Linked DNA regions of Sus scrofa: regions 1, 2 and 3 are each linked to region 4. Evidence: chromatin contacts called from public Hi-C and HiChIP or PLAC-seq data. All regions are on one chromosome and are shown on one strand. Each heading gives the region's core, a stretch centred on a gene start, on an enhancer-like site or on the middle of the called end of the contact. The rest is flanking DNA. Distances are from core to core; before and after follow the strand shown.

Region 1 (3,824 bases), core at 969-3,468, 410 kb before region 4:
CACTATGAACAAGGCCCTGGGGGAGGCTCTGGGGAGCCCAGATCAGGAAGATGGGCAAGGGGCCTGCTTGCTAGATGGACCTCCGGTGGAGGAAACAGACAGTGACCCCTGAGTCCTGGATTCCTTAGCTGTCCTTGTCTTGTGGGCTCTGATGGAGAAGAGCCAAGAGAGCATGCACTCGAGAGACCTGGTATCAGCCAAGAGGCCTGGGAAGACTTCTCTGTGTACAAGACCTTTTGGCTGGGAACTAAGAGATGAGAAACATTAACTAGGTGAAAGGGGCGGGAGGAAAAACTATTACAGACCTCGAAGAGCTTTTGTTTATGTGGGTTATATCTATCAGTATTTACCAATCTAAAAATTAAAATTTTTAAAAGAGTTATTTAAAAACCACTACAGTATATCCATTACATGTTAGCACAACATTTTCGTGAAGAACGTGCTGTATTTTCCAAAATAGAAAAGTAGTGAAAAAATGGCATCGTTTTATATTTTTACAAATCTTTTCAATGTCTGGCTTAATAGAAGACAGCTAGACTCTCACGTCTATTTCTGCAGCCAAAAAAGAAAAAAAGAACGAAAGAAAGGAAGGAAGGAAGGAAGGAAGGAAGGTAGGTAGGTAGGTGTAGGAAGAAGACCAGTCGAGGTTTTTTGTTTGTTTGTTTGGCTGCACCCTCAGCACGTGGAAGTTCCCTGGGCCAGGGATCAGACCCATGCCACAGCAGTGACCCGAGCCACTGCAGAGACAATTCCAGATCCTTAACCCGCTGCACCACAAGAGAACTCCCAAGACCAGGTGAGTATGGGGCTGAGCACCCAGGCAGGCACTGCAAAGAGAAGGAACAGAGCTCACCAATGAAATGAGAAGGGGACCCAGAGGAAGGGCTTAGACAAGATCAGAGAAGCAGGCAGGGGCCAGATCGGGTGATGCTTTGCAGAATACAGGATGCTCTACCTTCCCCTAAAAAGAGTTAAGAGCCACTGAGAGATGCAACCCAAGGACTCCATTGTTTTCTTCTCTGTCTTTGTTCACCTCCACTTTGACACACCAGCTCCCAACTGGCAGCGCCTGGCAGTTAAGGGGAACCTAATCATTATCGGTTGGACAGTTGAACCAAGTCACCCTAAAGAGTACAAGCGGAGCCCACGATTCCGCAGCCCACTTCTCTCTGCTCCCTTTTGTCTCCCCCAGTTCAAGCCTGCGGCTGAGATGTATAAAATCCACACAAAGAAGGCACCGTTAGCCGTGAGGGGCAGAGCTTCCGCCTCACCGTCCTTCCAAAAAGTTCACAACTGGCTTCAGAGAGCATCATCCTGACAGGTGAGACACACGGACCAAGGCGATTTGGGAGGAGTAAGCATTTGCCAAAGGCTGTGCGGTGAAGCCGAGGCTGCTCTGATCACTTCTTGGCCAGCTGTCAAGGGCCGGGCTCCTCCATCCCCTGCCTAAACCACGTATCTAGAAGCTTAATTATGTGAATTTTGCTTTCCTTTGGCGCAAAGAGAGTAGGTGTCAGGCATTGTTCCTGCTGCACAGAAAGGAAAGTGTACTGGAACCATCCTCACCTACGGTGAACATCGGAGCGGTTGGATTCCGCAGCTGCAACCGAGTGCTTTTTATAGAAAGGGAAGTCGATTGAGAAATCATAAAAAATTAGAGTTGGGAAGGACCTCTATGCTCACCAGGGTCAGGTCCCAGGAGCTGCTGTCGAATTGTTCCCTGCAGGGAAGGGTCTAATGTTTTGTCCACTCGAGTTTTAAATATCTCTACCCATAGCTCACCCCTGGGGACGCCGCTCCACAGGGCGATAGATCTTGCTGTCAGGGCTTTTTTCCTGCTATTCAATCTCACTTTTCCTTTCCTCCACTTCATCCCATTTGTCTTTGGCAGTGATTTAGACAAGCGTGTGCTGACGTTTGAAAACAAAAAGCCCTGTCTTTGCCTTCAACTTCGTTTTCCAGACCCTTCTACCTATGGAAAGTTCGAGATCTCTGAGATCTGGGAGGGAGAGACAGACAGCCAGAGAGTGGGAGGCGGGCAAACAAGCTGATGTTCTGCTTCCTTCTGGAAGAGGCCATTTCCAAGGGCCACACCCAGAGCCTGAGCCTCCAGGTGGACAGGAGGGATCGTGAGTGCCTCAGGATGCAGCGTATCCAGGGCTGACTCTCAAAGGCAGAGGGGGGACAGTCACCGGGTTTTCTGGACGGCCCAGAGTTTAACAGCCTCCTGGTGCGATGGCTGGGACAGAAGGTGGCAGCAGAGCATCAGGCTCTGTGGTCCCTGTGGCTGACACAGCCAAGTCCCAACTCCTCCGGATTCGAAATCCTTTAACTGGACCGGCCGGGAAAGCTGCGCTTAGGCCAAGAGCAGACTTTGAATCAAAGCTCTGGCCAGTCTTTTAAGACAAATCCCAAACTGTCAGAATTCTGTGAGCACAGTCCATTTTCTCCCCAAGAACATCCTGCAGCCAGAATTTAATCCCAAGAATAACTTCAGTCCTAAACAGAGACGTTGGTCCAAGCTGATCTAAACGCATAAACTTGCCATCTGTCTGGTGGTGCGCAAATTTCTGTGTTTCAGAAACTGGGGGCTAATGCATTTTCTTTATTCTTTCTAGCCCCAAGCTATTTGTTTCTGCATTTGTCCCTGGTTTTCTGGTTTCCCTTCACTCGACTGCTTACTTATCTGGTCGTGTTTGCATGCAGTCCTGCCGAAGCAGAGAGCTAGAGAGTAAGCATTTCTGACTTGGGGCTGGCCTCCTGCTGGGGAACCAATTAAATGAACTACCCACCAGGGAGAGTGTGATATTTTTTATTACTTTCTAATTTCGGGCCCTGAAATGGCTTCAGTGATCAGAACATTCTTCTGCTTAAGAACCTAAAGGAGCCGGTGCGATGATGCTTTTGATTTGGATTTCATTTATAATGGTCCATATTCGCCAAGCATCCTCCAAGGATTTCCGTGGGGCCTCAGATTCTTGAAGTGGGGAAAAAGCAGGACAAAGAAAACCACAACAAAACTTTCTCCCTATTTTACCTTATCGCACTGGAAACCACCAGCTACTTTGGGAAAGTCTTTCTTTGAGAAGTCGGGTGAAGGGAGAAAGAAAGAGAAGAATTAGCACAAAACAATTTCTCTGGATTCTAAGTCTATTTAAACTACAAAAGTAAATCACAATCCTGCCTCTTTCTCATTACTGAGGGCCTGAGAGCAGGGCCTCTGAAATGCTCTTTAAGGTGAAAGGAAGAGTTGCATTTTATTTCTAAATACATTCACAGGAGTCCGCCCCCACCCCAAAGGTTCTCACTGCTGTTTGATTCACGCCTCTTTTTCTTTCTTAAAGAGTTAGTGCAAGAGGAAAAGGGAAGACATGAAAAAGAGGTGGGGGTGGTTGGGGGGTGGGGAGGGCTGAAATAGGTTCTAACGAGGAAGAAGGAAATGAAAGTCCAATTCTCCATGAATATCTGAATTTCTATTTATTTATCTTTGCAACAGGAAGGATGCCTTAAAATCCAGCTTTGCTCTTGGATAAAATCAAATACTAACAACCCAGCAAAACAGCTAAAAGCCCAAATTATAAGCTGTTTCAAATCCTTCCCACTTTCCACGGGGTCTTGGCTGAGGGGCTTTTTTCTTTTTTCTTTCTTTCTTCCCTGGCTTGCTTGCTTAGCTAGAGGTAGTTCTGAATGTTTATCTGAAGTATCTCCCTAATATTCTGAGGGGACTTTTCTCTCGAGCAAAAGCTCCCCTGAAAACAGGGGCTTGTTTCAATTCCCATTAAATTTTGCTCCGTGTTGAGTCTTTTACTAGTGAATGGCTTTAG
Region 2 (3,693 bases), core at 147-2,646, 380 kb after region 4:
AAATTTTATTATAAGCTATAAAAGTGATGTTTTACAAATATATGTTGTATTACACAGAATAAATTTTTATTAGATCCAAGTAAGGTTTTTTTTTTTCTTATGATAAACTGAGATATTGTATCCAAATTGACAGTAAGTAAGCCTCAGTATAAACAAGGGGGAAGACTTCCTGACTACCACACTCGCTGATGAACATACTTCTAGATACTTTACCCCAAAGATTCTCGTAGGAAGCCATGGGGGGCTCGTGGGGAAGTGTTTATGAGTGGGGCACGCCATGCCTCCTGCGCTGGGGCCCCAAGGAAGAGCCGCATTTGCCAACCACAGTAATGTTTTGGGAACTTTTTCATTGGTTAGCCGTAAATATTATTGCTTAAGTTTTCAATCACAAACTTCTCCGTTAGCAGAAAGCAATATCTCACTTTTCTCAATGTCTTTCTAATTATTAAAGAAGAAAACAATGATTTACACAAAATGAATTCATGTAAAGAAATAGTCCCAGAATCTGTTTCAGAATCTGCAAATTTACAAAATGTAAAGACCAAAGAATAATGTTTTACCCTATACATGAAATTTAGTTTTCTCATAAATGAAACAGAAGTATTAGGTTATACTTAAAATTCATTTTCCAACATATAAAGGCCAAGAAACATTTAGACTGAAGTGTAACATAGTTGTAAATATTATTTAAAATCTATTTTTTAAATATATTCTTGAATCAAAGGGTAAAAATCAATAGAGATATTACTGCAGTTTTTCATACCTCAGCTAGTCCCAGTTTTAGTGGAAATAATAGGAAAATGCAGTTATGTATTCATAATAACAAACTGATCTTACTTAGATTTATTGAACACTTTATCGTCCATTAGAGAAGAAATGCTATTCACTTTTGACTTCACAGATTTCTTGTGTAGATATGAAGGTTAAATAGTTAGATTTTAATTTAAAATTTCCAGGCACATATTTATGTTAATTATATTTGATACTTCAAAGTTATTTTAAACAGTGTTTACCTTTTAAATTACAATAAATTTTGAATCGTTTTCAGTCAATAAAAAATATTAAAACCACTTCACATGTTTAAATTAAAAATTGTATTTCTTCTGGATTTATGTTTTTTATACACTTTTTGATATCTGCAGGAAATAATAAGTAATTAAAACTTGAAAGAATAACTGTGTTTTACAAAAGCATGAAACTTAAAATTATTAGAAAACACCTTAAAAGATCCCAAAATGTTAAGTATATCAAAATATGCTTTTTCTCCATATTAATTATAGTAACAAATATTTAAAAAGCTAATGGCTGGTCCTTTTCATTTCCATTTACTCTATATTTCCATGTCCATGTACCACAGGCAGCTCAAGAAATATTTCTTTGACTAGCGGCTCAATGGCGCAGCCTATGTGTAGAAAAGTATAATACAACATTAACTGATGTGCAGAACTAGTCAGTTGTTTAAGTTATAAACAAGGTGTAAAATATAATATGGTTTTGAAAAATGAGAGGTACACATGAAAGAATTCAGTTTCCATTGCATCATGATTTTCACAGTTATCTGTGAAACTACATTAAATTGAGAGTAAATATAAGTAAAACATATAAATAGTCTTTTTCACTAAACATGAGACATTATAGTCTTTTTGGTTTAAAATAGTCTCTAAATAAGTTTGAAAGTTCTCTATTTCCTCTACTGGCAAAAATCTAAAGAAGCATGGTGTTTTGTGGCTGAGTTAATATTTCAATGGTTGTTTCCTCTCAGGTTAATATATGACCCTGTAGCTTGTAATCTCTTTTTAAAATCCTCTTTCTCTGAAAAGACACTAAGTGCATGCATTACAAACTTGAAATCAGAAACATTTCGATTTAACAATTGTATTAGGATAATCAAACAGAGGCCCTTTGTTTTATGGTACAGGTGATAGGCTGAATAAAACCTGTTCTGCTACCTCATGTATGAACTTGATAAATACACTGCCTTCCATAAATCTTCCATCAACACATGCTATGGATTTCCAGTCAAATATAGAGGGGGAGCTGTTTGTATTCAAGGCAGCACATAACAATCATTTCCCTCAACCTTTTTAACATTAGTGTACAATGAGGAAAAGACATATGTATACACACACATATTCAAGAATGTAAACTAGCCTGTCTCATCAAAAACAGAAAAGAAAAAAATCTTTGGACAAAGATACATAGTGAGTATAAAAGTCTGAGTGACAAAAACCAGCATTCCATTGTACACAATTAACTTTCCTGTTATTTTTTTGTGTCTCCTTTAAAAAAACCAAGAGGCATCATAGAGGAAAGTTCTTTCCATATACTCCCAACTTTTCTCCCTTCATGCAGAGCTGGCTGCTAATCCTAGCAGAGAAAAGAACTCAAAATTTGCACTCATTCCTTTTCTCTATTATGAAAGAAAGAGAAAGAAAGAAAGAAAGAAAGAAAGAAAGAAAGAAAGAAAGAAAGAAAGAAAAGGTGACCCTGTCAATTTACTCAAGCTGTTTAAACACGGAAGAAGTGTAATAACTCAGACAGCCTCTTCGGCAAAGCAAGTGCAATCTGAAAAACTGTTTCAGTGACACTACAACTTAACCATTTTAACTTCACAATGTGAGGTTTTTTTTTTAATGTACTTCAATCACACAGCAGAGGTCTGATCAATTTGACATTGACTATAGAAAACTAAACTCGCAGTGAAGACAAGCACAATGTACTGAAAAATTATTTTTTGTTTGTTTCACTATAACTTCATCTTTTCTTTCTATTGCTTTTGGTATAAAGAAATCAATAAAGTGTTAAACAAAATTAAAACAAAAGCCACTCCAATGTTTATTTTTTCAGTCACTGCTAAATGATTTAATTCCAAAAGCTCTTTTCATTCCATGAAAGTTGTGGTTGTACTTGGTTTTGTTTTTTCCTCCCTCAAGGTCAGATTTGTCAATTAAAAAATAGTTTCAGGATGAAACTGAAATTTTTCCACTCACTGTTATTTCACATGCCGCGAAGCTTTGACAATTCTCAACATTTCTGTAGATATTTTAATCACCTTAGGCTTTTAAAATAAACTTGATGATGTCTAATGTTTTTAAAAGCATATTGTAAATGTAATGATGAACATTGCTAAAATATTAGAGAACCAAAATGATATCTTACACCTTGCCATGGAAAAATAAATCTTTTTGTCTAAAAACTATTCCCAGATATTCTTATGCAGAATAGCCAGTCCATGTCCAAGGGATTATTCTGCTTTGAAACAGAGATATGTATATCTGAAGAATAACCCCAAGGAACAAATTAAAATTAAATTTGCTAGTAGTTTCTACTTCAGTAATTTCTGAACGTAATTGTGTAAAAATATATTGGTGCTAATTTGACGTTAATAAATTAAGACCATTAGAGACAGTCTTTCATTGTTGGCCTTCAACAATTGTCAATGACACTATTTTCTGTTTGCATTTCCTCAAGCGTGTTAATGTATCTTTGTTTAGGCTCGCAAGTCGAATGGTCAATGTAAACACAGTCAATGAAACATCAGGACTGGAAAACAAGTCTACTGAGAGAACCTATGGAAAGACCATTTGGTCTGCTGCCAAGTATGCAATGAGGCTACAGCACTGAAAGGCTACTTTAAAATTTCTTTATATGATGAATAAATTACTCTTTTAAAAATTCTCAAAATTCTTTGTT
Region 3 (4,216 bases), core at 1,700-4,199, 500 kb after region 4:
CTACAGCTGCTGGCCACAGCCACAGCCACAGCCACTCAGGATCCGAGCCATGCCTGTGACCTATACCACAGCTCATGGCAATGCCAGACCCTCCACCCGCTGATTGAGGCCAGGGATCGAACCCGCAATCTCATGGTCGGGTATGTTGACCACTGAGCCACTATGGGAACTCCCAATTTTTATCTTCTTAACTCAAGTAAATTCTGGGTCAACCACCAATGATGCTCTGAAGAAGAGATTATAATTACTTTTAATAATACTGTTTTTGCCATGGATGTCTATATTATTTTCTGTTAGTATATGTGTGTGTATTATATATATATACAATTAATACATATATCTGAGGTTCATAACTACATAGATGTATTTTAAATCTTTTTCTATTTATCAATTAGAAACATTATAAAGTAAGCAAATGCAAGTAATTATTAAGGGGGAAACCACAACATTTTTAAGTATTAGCATTTAATTATTCAAGTCAGTAAGCATTTTTCCAGTGCCAGCTATACAGTCTTCTTTCAACTCTCATGTAGCTGCTGTCTTTGAGCTTTACATTATACTGTAGCTAAAGAGAGTCAAGGCCTTTATTTTTAAGGTTCTTAATCCAAAGGTTTCCTTCTCTGTGCTAAGAATGGTTACATTAAAATATAAAGGCTGTTACAACTTTGCACCCAGGAATGACTTTGTTACTTTATAAAACAGCATCCCAATACAAAAACTATTAGCCCAAACAAACCAACAAAAATATGTCTACTGCTAAAACTATTATAATTAAAAACAAGCAAAAATCCCATGGAAACCACAAGTCCTGATATTCTGAGGCTCTGGGATCCAAGTCAAAGGAAGCAGTCTCCAAGAACAATGACAACAAAAATCAAGATGATCTTGGGCAGTGGAGACAAGCAGAACTGAAGAGAAGAGGCCAGGTGGTGTATCATCAAGTGAGGAGGCCATCAGCCACTTTCGCCACAAAAATCTCCGAGGCGCAGAGCTCGGTGGTATAGGCTACCTTGAGTCTCTTCTCTTGTTCCCTCACTCGAACTCATAAACCTCCTTAAGACATCATCCTCCATCTCCTCCAGAACTAACTGAGACTTCAGGAGATGAGAGGGGTGTAAGTTCAGGGATCCTGGTTTCAAGCAAATATCCCTATTAACAGAAAATAGGTGGGGGGAAGAAAAACAAAGAAATAAAGGAAGAAAATTATTTATAAACACATAAATTTGGGGGCGGGGAATAGGGAAAGGGAAGAGGAATGACAACTTAGGTCCACGAGAAATTATTGCAGGCATCAAGGATTGACTAACAAGGTGGGACAATGAAGTTTCCCACCAGTTCACAGATGAATGAGCACTCCTTTTCCAACATATTACACACCAGAGAACTAAGGCAGGGCCAAGTCTAGATGGTCCAATTTCCCTAACAAAACTGAGCCCCAAAGTAACAATGTTAACTGCAACTAAATGCTCAAATTAAATCTGTATTTAGAGAAGAGTAAATCCTAAAACAATGCCCTTCAGACAAAAATCACACAATATCATACTTAAGTATCTGCTCATTCACTTAAACATTTTCCTGAGCCCTTCTAAGTAAATGCCAAGGAAATCAAACATAGCTCCCACCTCCACATAGCTGACAGTCAGCATTGCGAATAAGATGTGTTAAAACACAAAACCAAACCAAACCAAAACTCTTCTGCATGAGAGTTGTGGAATTTTAAAAGTGAAAAAAAAATCATTCTGTATCAAGTTTTACAATGGGTTACAGATCCTCAAGAAGGATGAGAAATAATAAATGGGGTTGGAGGTACGAAAAACGCTAATGATTATAGCAGCTCACATCAAGAAAGGACTTTACATATGTAAAGTCATTTAACCTACACAACAACCCTATGAGAGACATACAATTCCCCCCATTTTACCAAGAAGGAAAGCTGAGAGAAGTTAAGAAACTTGCCTACATACCACAATTTATAAGTGGCAGAGCTGAGATTTGAATCCAGGCACTAGGGCTCTTAAACCTGTTTTGCTGCCTATAATAATATTACTTGTAACAAAGCAACGTTGCTGTACATTGTAGACCCGTGGTTCCTGTACTTTCATTTATTCTCTGAATACTCTCTCATCTACATATTTAACAATCAAGCCAACCCAAACAAAATTAAAACTCAGAGAAAAGTCCCCAAGGTTATCCGGGTAACAAGGCAGTGGGGTCCAGATTAGAGCCCAGAGGGGTCAGATTACACTGCACCCCACAAAGACTGTGGGGTGCAGTGTAATCTCTCCCCTTACCCTCAACCAACCTCAAATCCGTCCCTCCAGGAGGCCCTAACACCACCCGACTCCAGACTCGCGCTTCAAAGACACACTTATTCAGGTGGCGTTTCATTGTCCACGCCCAAGCCTCCCGGCTCTCCTGTCCACCTCCGCCCGGCCAGGACAGGGCTCTCACCAGGCGGGAGTCGGGGTACCCTTGCAATCTTGTTGTGATCTCAGCAGTGAGTACCGCGAAGTCTTGCTCGTAGCCTTCGAAGTCAGACGACATGGCGGCTCTGGAGTGGCCCGCCTGGGCCGGAGCCTAGGTCGGGGCTGGGGCCACAGGGGACAGAAAAACAGAGTCCAGGGAACACAGGAAGGGTCCACTTCAGAGAGGAGCGGAGAACCGGGGACAGCTCCTAGCCCGGCCGCTTCCTGGTTGTTCGTCACTATTTTAGTCCTCCGGAAGTTGGGCTGGATGCGCTTTTTATTTTCCGCTCCGGCTACAAGATTAAGAAATTTCCTAACGAAGAGCACTTAAATTAGTGCCCTCAAAAGCCTAAGAAAATGTTCCAGTTCTCAGGGATCACTGAAAGCATCTTTTGCCCATCTACGTTCTGGAAAGCGGATCCAGCTTTCCAATCTAGAGTCAGAGGAACTTGCTTCCCGAGGGAAGTTTGATGCAGCGAACCTGCCGGAAGTAGCTGTCCTGGAGACTGCGCAGTGGGCCTGAGCGGGAGAGCCGCGGCGAGGGCGCTGGCGGAGAAGCAGCAGCGTCGTGGCTGATCTCGCACTGCACGCAGGATTTGCTTTCTTCTTACGCTGGGCTGGGGGGCCCAGGACGGAGTTATCCGAGCAGGAGAAAACCTGCTTGGGGTGAGCTCGGGCCGCCCCGGAAATGCGATGGCCGAGGAGCAGGCACTGAGGACCAGACCGAGGTGGGAGTCACACAGGGGACGTGACCATGATTTTGGCGGTGTTCGCCCCACCCAAGTGAGGCCAGAATCTCCAGAATGTAGAGACCAACCTCGCTTACCAGGATGTTCATGCCCTGAGTGAGGATTTCCAAGCGCTCTGCTCCGTGACAGGAGTGGGAAACTGAGGCACAAGGCAGCGGCATCCGTTGATTCAAAGTCTTGTTACCGTCAGAGCTTTTTTCCTTGACTCACTCCAGTCCAGTCCGAAATACCCTTCTACAGATCTTTCTGGACTCGCCGTCCTGCCTTCCAGTCCCTCGCTCCCGGAGGCTCTTCCTTTCTGTTTTTCCTCAAATATTTTCATTCAGGTTCATTCTCACACACGCCTCTGGTCAGGATTTCACACACACACTTCCCTTTCCCCGCCTCTTCCTTCTCCTCTTTGCTTTCGCTCTCCTGCTTCTTTACCTTTGTCACAAATAGACTCTTAGGTTAGTGTTGGGGTGGAGGCAACCGCAGGCAAATGGTGTAGACTGTGTCTACATCATACTTGATTAATTCGAGACTGGATAAGAGGCAGTTTAGAACTCCGTGAAGGGAGTTTGAAAACTTAAGTTTCTATTGAGTTCACCTGTTGGTTGTCACCGTAGTATAATCACTTAGCCTCTCCAAGCCACTTTCTTTTCTATGAGGAAGGAAACTGGATCAGGCCCACTCTAAGGCTCTCCCTTCCCAGCTCTAAAATTCTTTTTCTCCTCAAACCAGTCACTGACCGTTGCATAGTCACAGTCCTCTGACAAGTTGGGAACAAGGAATAAAAACAACCATTTTAGAATCTTGTATCCAGTTTACATGCCATTCCAACTTGAGGCCTAGTTTGATAGAGGAAAATAGTTCTTTTTGACATTTGATGAGATCCTCATTCCATAGTAATGTATTTGTGAGCTGCTTTTGTTTAGGTGATTATTGGAATTAACAAATGCAGTATCCAGTAGTATGTCCTACCAAACTTTCTCATTTTGTTTTCTTTAGATTGGGCTTCAA
Region 4 (3,931 bases), core at 563-3,062:
GGGAAGGAAGGGAGAGAGAGGGAGAAAAGAAAGAGCCACACAGTCATCTTCCCAGGGTGAAGAAACAAACACCACCACCAAAGGGGGCGGGGGAATCAGAGCTCAAAAAAAAGTTCTTCTGATTTACCTCCCCCCCAATAAAGCCCTGCTTGGAAAGAAAAGTCTCCCCAACACCACGAAGCAACAAACTGAAAGCAAGAACATGGCGAAGTGCAAACAAATCCAGTCCACAAAAGGCAGAAAAGTTTGGAGAGTTTCGGGCTGCCAGGGCCACGAGCGGGGGAGGGGAGGCGGGGAGGGGAGGAGGCGGGGAGGGGGAGGGAGGGGAGGGGGAGGGAGGGGGCAGGGCAGGGGCCGCATGCGGGGCCAGGCGGGCGGCGAGGGCGGGCAGGCAGCGGGCGGGGGCCGGGCGCGGAGGCACTTACGGTTCGGGCGGTGGGCGAGAGCGATCCGTTGGGGAGGTAGGGGCTCGTCAGGTCGGGGATCATGATGAAGGGGTAGCCGGGATACGGTGGCCCCTTAAAGAGCCCTCCATCTTGCCTCTTGGCCGCTAACATGGCGGGACGGCGAGGGGACGGCGGCGGCCGCGCGGACCGGGAGAGAGCGAGGAGAAACTTTTTAGAAAGTGCCCCAAGTGGCCGGGCGCCCCGGCCCGGCCGGGGCACGCGGGGCGGCGGGCCCGGGGGGCAGCTCCCGGCGGCTGCGGGGCGCGCGGGACGTACTCACCTTCTTCCAAACTTTCCCGGGATTTATCTCGGAAACTTTCGGAGCGAGGCGGAGGCCGTCTTTCCGCCTTCCCGGAGGGGTGGAGGTGGGGAGGGCGAGGGGCAAACGGCACGCAGAGGGGGGAGAAGGGGGAGAAAAAGAATCAGTGGGGTGGGGGTTTGGGGGGAGAGAAAAACAGGGTTACAACTTTTTGCAATGGTGGCACCACACGCACACGCCGCCCGCCCGGCCCCGCGGCGCCCTACCGCCGCCCCCAGCCCCGATTTCTCCCCTGTAAGCAACCTTTGCCAAGCCCAGGAAATAGATTCAGAACCCCACCAGCCCGAGGGGCTTTTCCTACCTCGGAATCGGAGGAGCTGTTTTGATTCGTTTCTGATTCATTGACTAGAGACGATTTGACATCAGCTAAATCCCTCTCTGCCGAGGAGTTTTCGGAGCTCTTCTCCTCCTGCTCGCCCTCGTCTTTGAAGGAAATCAGTTCGTCGTTGGCGCCTAGGTCATCTCCTCCACCGCCGTTCAGCTGCGGCATTTTTTTCACCCACCAGCAGCAATTTTGGAAGAAAAATGAAGGAGGAAGAAAAGCCAAAAAAAAAAAAAAAACCCAAAAAGTTTTACCCCCCCAAAAAAAATATTGCAAGAAAAAGACGAGTCCAAGGTGAACTTTTTTTCTGCTTTGGGGTCTTTTTCTCCTGGGGAGGGGAAAGAGGGAGGAGGGGAGGGGAAGGGGGGGGAGATCTTCTGCACGCGTGAGTTTGGGTTTCTTTTTTCTCTCGTTCCCAAGGATCCGATCAATGTGCAAAAAAATAATAAATAAAAAAAGGGGGGTAAAAAAAAAAACACCACCAACAACAACAAGAAGTCAGATATAAAGAGCAAAGGGGGGGGAAGCCGAAGATACAGGAGGAGCTCGTGCCGCTCGGATTTGAGTGAGTTGAAGTTAGACTGAGAGCTTTTCAGTTCAAAGGCGGCGCTGATTGACAGATAGAAAAAGGGGGATCGAAATCCGGAGGAACGGAGTAGTCTGGGAGCGGAGATTATTGACAGGGCGAGAGGAACACACTCGCTTAATGAGATGCCGAGGGGCGGGGCCGGCCGGGTGACGTCTGCATAAATAAACAGCCGGAGTGGGCGGGGCGGGGGCGGCTAACAATGATCCTTTCGGGCGCCGGGAGAGGGAGGAGGGAGAGGAGGAGGAGGAGAGGGGCGGGGGAGGAGAGGGGCAGAGAGACAGAGGGAGGAGTGTGCAGGGGGAGAGGCCTGCGCTGAGAGTGTGCGAGCCCGGGAGTCTGGGCGAGGGAACGGGGACTCGCTCCGGGAGGGGGCCGGCTTCAGAAAGACAATGCGGGGTAGGAGAGGAGGGGAAGAGGGTGGCGACCGAGTCAGGAATCCGAGCCGGGAAAGGCGGAAGGAAAGCCCACTTGGGGGGCGGGGATGGGGAGAGGCCCAGAAAAAGTGCACTTTGGAAACATTAGAAATAAGTCTTAAGGAAGGGGAAAAGGAGGAGAGTGTTGTGGGGAATGGGTGGGAGGGTGGGGTGCTTGGTGGTTTAGCCAGCAGTGAAATCAGCCACCCTCGGGCGGGATGTAACAGAAGTGGTCGAAAAAGAGAGATCAACCCTCCACTTTCAGAGAGCCTGGGGAAGTGGAGGGCTGGGCAAAGTTCCTGGTCATCTGCAGTGAAAGAAACTATTAACCCACGAGGTCTTCCCTCCCCTTTTTGTTTATTAATAGTGAATCATTTCATTAAATCTTGTCTCACTAGACTAAATATGCCAAAATGACTTTTTATCCAAAAAAAAAAAAAAAATTCCAACACTGTGGTGTTTGTCAGGGGCATTAAAAATATCCTTAAGGAAAAATGCATGATTCATTTCAATGTAGTGTTGTGGCTTTTTGTTTGTTTGTTTGTTTTAACTGAGTTGGAGGTGGTAGGAAATGAGTTAGGATTCAAAGTCCTTTCTGGCTTTGGAAGTGAAAAGTTTGGGCGTTAACATCACCAGGGAAAATAAAACTGAAAGTTCACCAACCTCTGGGATCAGTGGTGCTGGAGTCTTTCTGGAAGGGGGTCTGAAATGAAATTCCCGAAAGACTGACCAAATAATCAAGATGTAGATGGCTCTGGCAGGAAATTGCTAACCCAGCTGATGCTTGAAGGCCTCAGGGAGGAGATGGAAAACCTGAGGTTTGAGGCAGGTATTTGTTGATTTTTAGGCTCTCTTGGGGAAGTAGATTGATTCACTACAAATGGGAAAGAAAATTATGTTAAAGGGGAAAAGGCCTGGGTCCCAAAACGCAGTATTCCTGGAAAATGGAGCAAGAACACTGATTTTCTTGCAAATATCCAATGAGAAGTGGACAGGAATCTACCATATGAAAGAGACAAAAAGAACCAGAAAAAAAGAAATCAAAAGAAATCAGCAAATTGTCTGTGAGGAACAGTGTTGGTCTAGGGTCCATGATGTACTAAATTATTTCACCCAACCCTATAAAAAAAAAAATCTCACCCGCTTTTCAGCTGGCCATCTGTACTTCAGCTTTCCAAAAGAAAGCAAATTTACCATACAATATTTAGAGAGTTTGGGTTTTCAGCAAAACTGTTGTATAGACTAAGGTCTCAGAAAGAAGACTACCAAAAATAATGATACCAAGATTGACAAGGCCAATGAATTCCCCTGCACTGGAAAAAATTCAAAACCACATTTGCACACTAAAGAGTAAGATGCAGGCAAAATAAAAATATGGTGGGGGGGCGAGGGAGGACTGCGAAGGAGAATCACTGTAACTCCCAACTTTAATATTAATCAGGAAATCAGAAGTAGAATGAGAAGGAGCCTGAAAAGAAGTAAAACAAATGTGTACATTTAATCAGACAGGATTGTGTAGGATACAAAGCATAAGGCTAATTAGTCTCAGCAGGTAGGACTAACCTTCAGACTTCATAAATAAATAAGGCGGGCATAGTTTCTAAGAGGGTGAGTGGAGACAGAAAGGGGATTATTTCAAGACACCAAGTAAAAACATGAAGAAAGAAATGCTTCACTGTTAAATCCATGTACAAATGGATTTAACAGTTTCCTTTTTTTTTAGGTCTTTTCACTTGGTTGCCTTTAGATTTACGCATTTATCGAATGACCATAGCTTTTCACACTTGCTAATTGTCACCTGTGTACTTAGTGTGCCTGAGTCTGTGTACAGTGTAGGCTTTC

Evidence for each region. A called contact is a pair of places that touch in the nucleus more often than the background predicts. HiChIP or PLAC-seq counts read pairs in DNA pulled down with a chosen protein or histone mark.
Region 1: a contact with region 4 is called in a Hi-C map of subcutaneous adipose tissue, with 1.5 times the contacts expected there. The contact joins the enhancer-like site here to the promoter of TCF7L2 in region 4. A contact is called at or near these places in 6 of 47 Hi-C or Micro-C datasets (embryonic fibroblasts, fetal heart ventricle, fetal skeletal muscle and 2 more) and 1 of 2 datasets of contacts at active chromatin or transcription factors (skeletal muscle).
Region 2: a Hi-C map of fetal liver shows a contact between it and region 4, with 1.9 times the contacts expected there. The contact joins the enhancer-like site here to the promoter of TCF7L2 in region 4. A contact is called at or near these places in 7 of 47 Hi-C or Micro-C datasets (adipocytes, embryonic fibroblasts, fetal heart ventricle and 2 more) and 2 of 2 datasets of contacts at active chromatin or transcription factors (alveolar macrophages and skeletal muscle).
Region 3: a contact with region 4 is called in an H3K27ac HiChIP or PLAC-seq map of alveolar macrophages. The contact joins the promoter of ZDHHC6 here to the promoter of TCF7L2 in region 4. A contact is called at or near these places in 1 of 5 promoter capture datasets (liver) and 1 of 2 datasets of contacts at active chromatin or transcription factors (alveolar macrophages).

Annotation. Positions count from the first base shown.
Region 1 is chr14:123,747,750-123,751,573 of Sscrofa11.1, reverse strand. No RefSeq gene overlaps it. Among named protein-coding and RNA genes, the nearest start is that of HABP2, 140 kb to the left of the region's middle. Within about 2 kb of position 2,218, at least 16 of the 83 cell types and tissues checked have an H3K27ac peak or open chromatin away from gene starts, as enhancers often do. A contact at or near this core is called in subcutaneous adipose tissue, where this site is marked.
Region 2 is chr14:122,958,669-122,962,361 of Sscrofa11.1, reverse strand. The region is part of intron 7 of VTI1A (vesicle transport through interaction with t-SNAREs homolog 1A); the gene reads right to left. Among named protein-coding and RNA genes, the nearest start is that of VTI1A, 110 kb to the right of the region's middle. Within about 2 kb of position 1,396, at least 2 of the 83 cell types and tissues checked have an H3K27ac peak or open chromatin away from gene starts, as enhancers often do. A contact at or near this core is called in fetal liver, where this site is marked.
Region 3 is chr14:122,847,332-122,851,547 of Sscrofa11.1, reverse strand. It overlaps ZDHHC6 (palmitoyltransferase ZDHHC6), which reads left to right and starts at 2,949. Exons shown (of 11, transcript XM_001928330.5): 1 at 2,949-3,193; 2 at 4,205-4,216. VTI1A (vesicle transport through interaction with t-SNAREs homolog 1A) reads right to left here and starts at 2,821. Exons shown (of 10, transcript XM_013983738.2): 1 at 2,487-2,821; 2 at 2,452-2,484. The coding sequence starts at 2,544.
Region 4 is chr14:123,341,576-123,345,506 of Sscrofa11.1, reverse strand. TCF7L2 (transcription factor 7-like 2) reads right to left here and starts at 1,812. Exons shown (of 17, transcript XM_005657478.3): 1 at 1,067-1,812; 2 at 727-793; 3 at 426-550. The coding sequence starts at 1,255.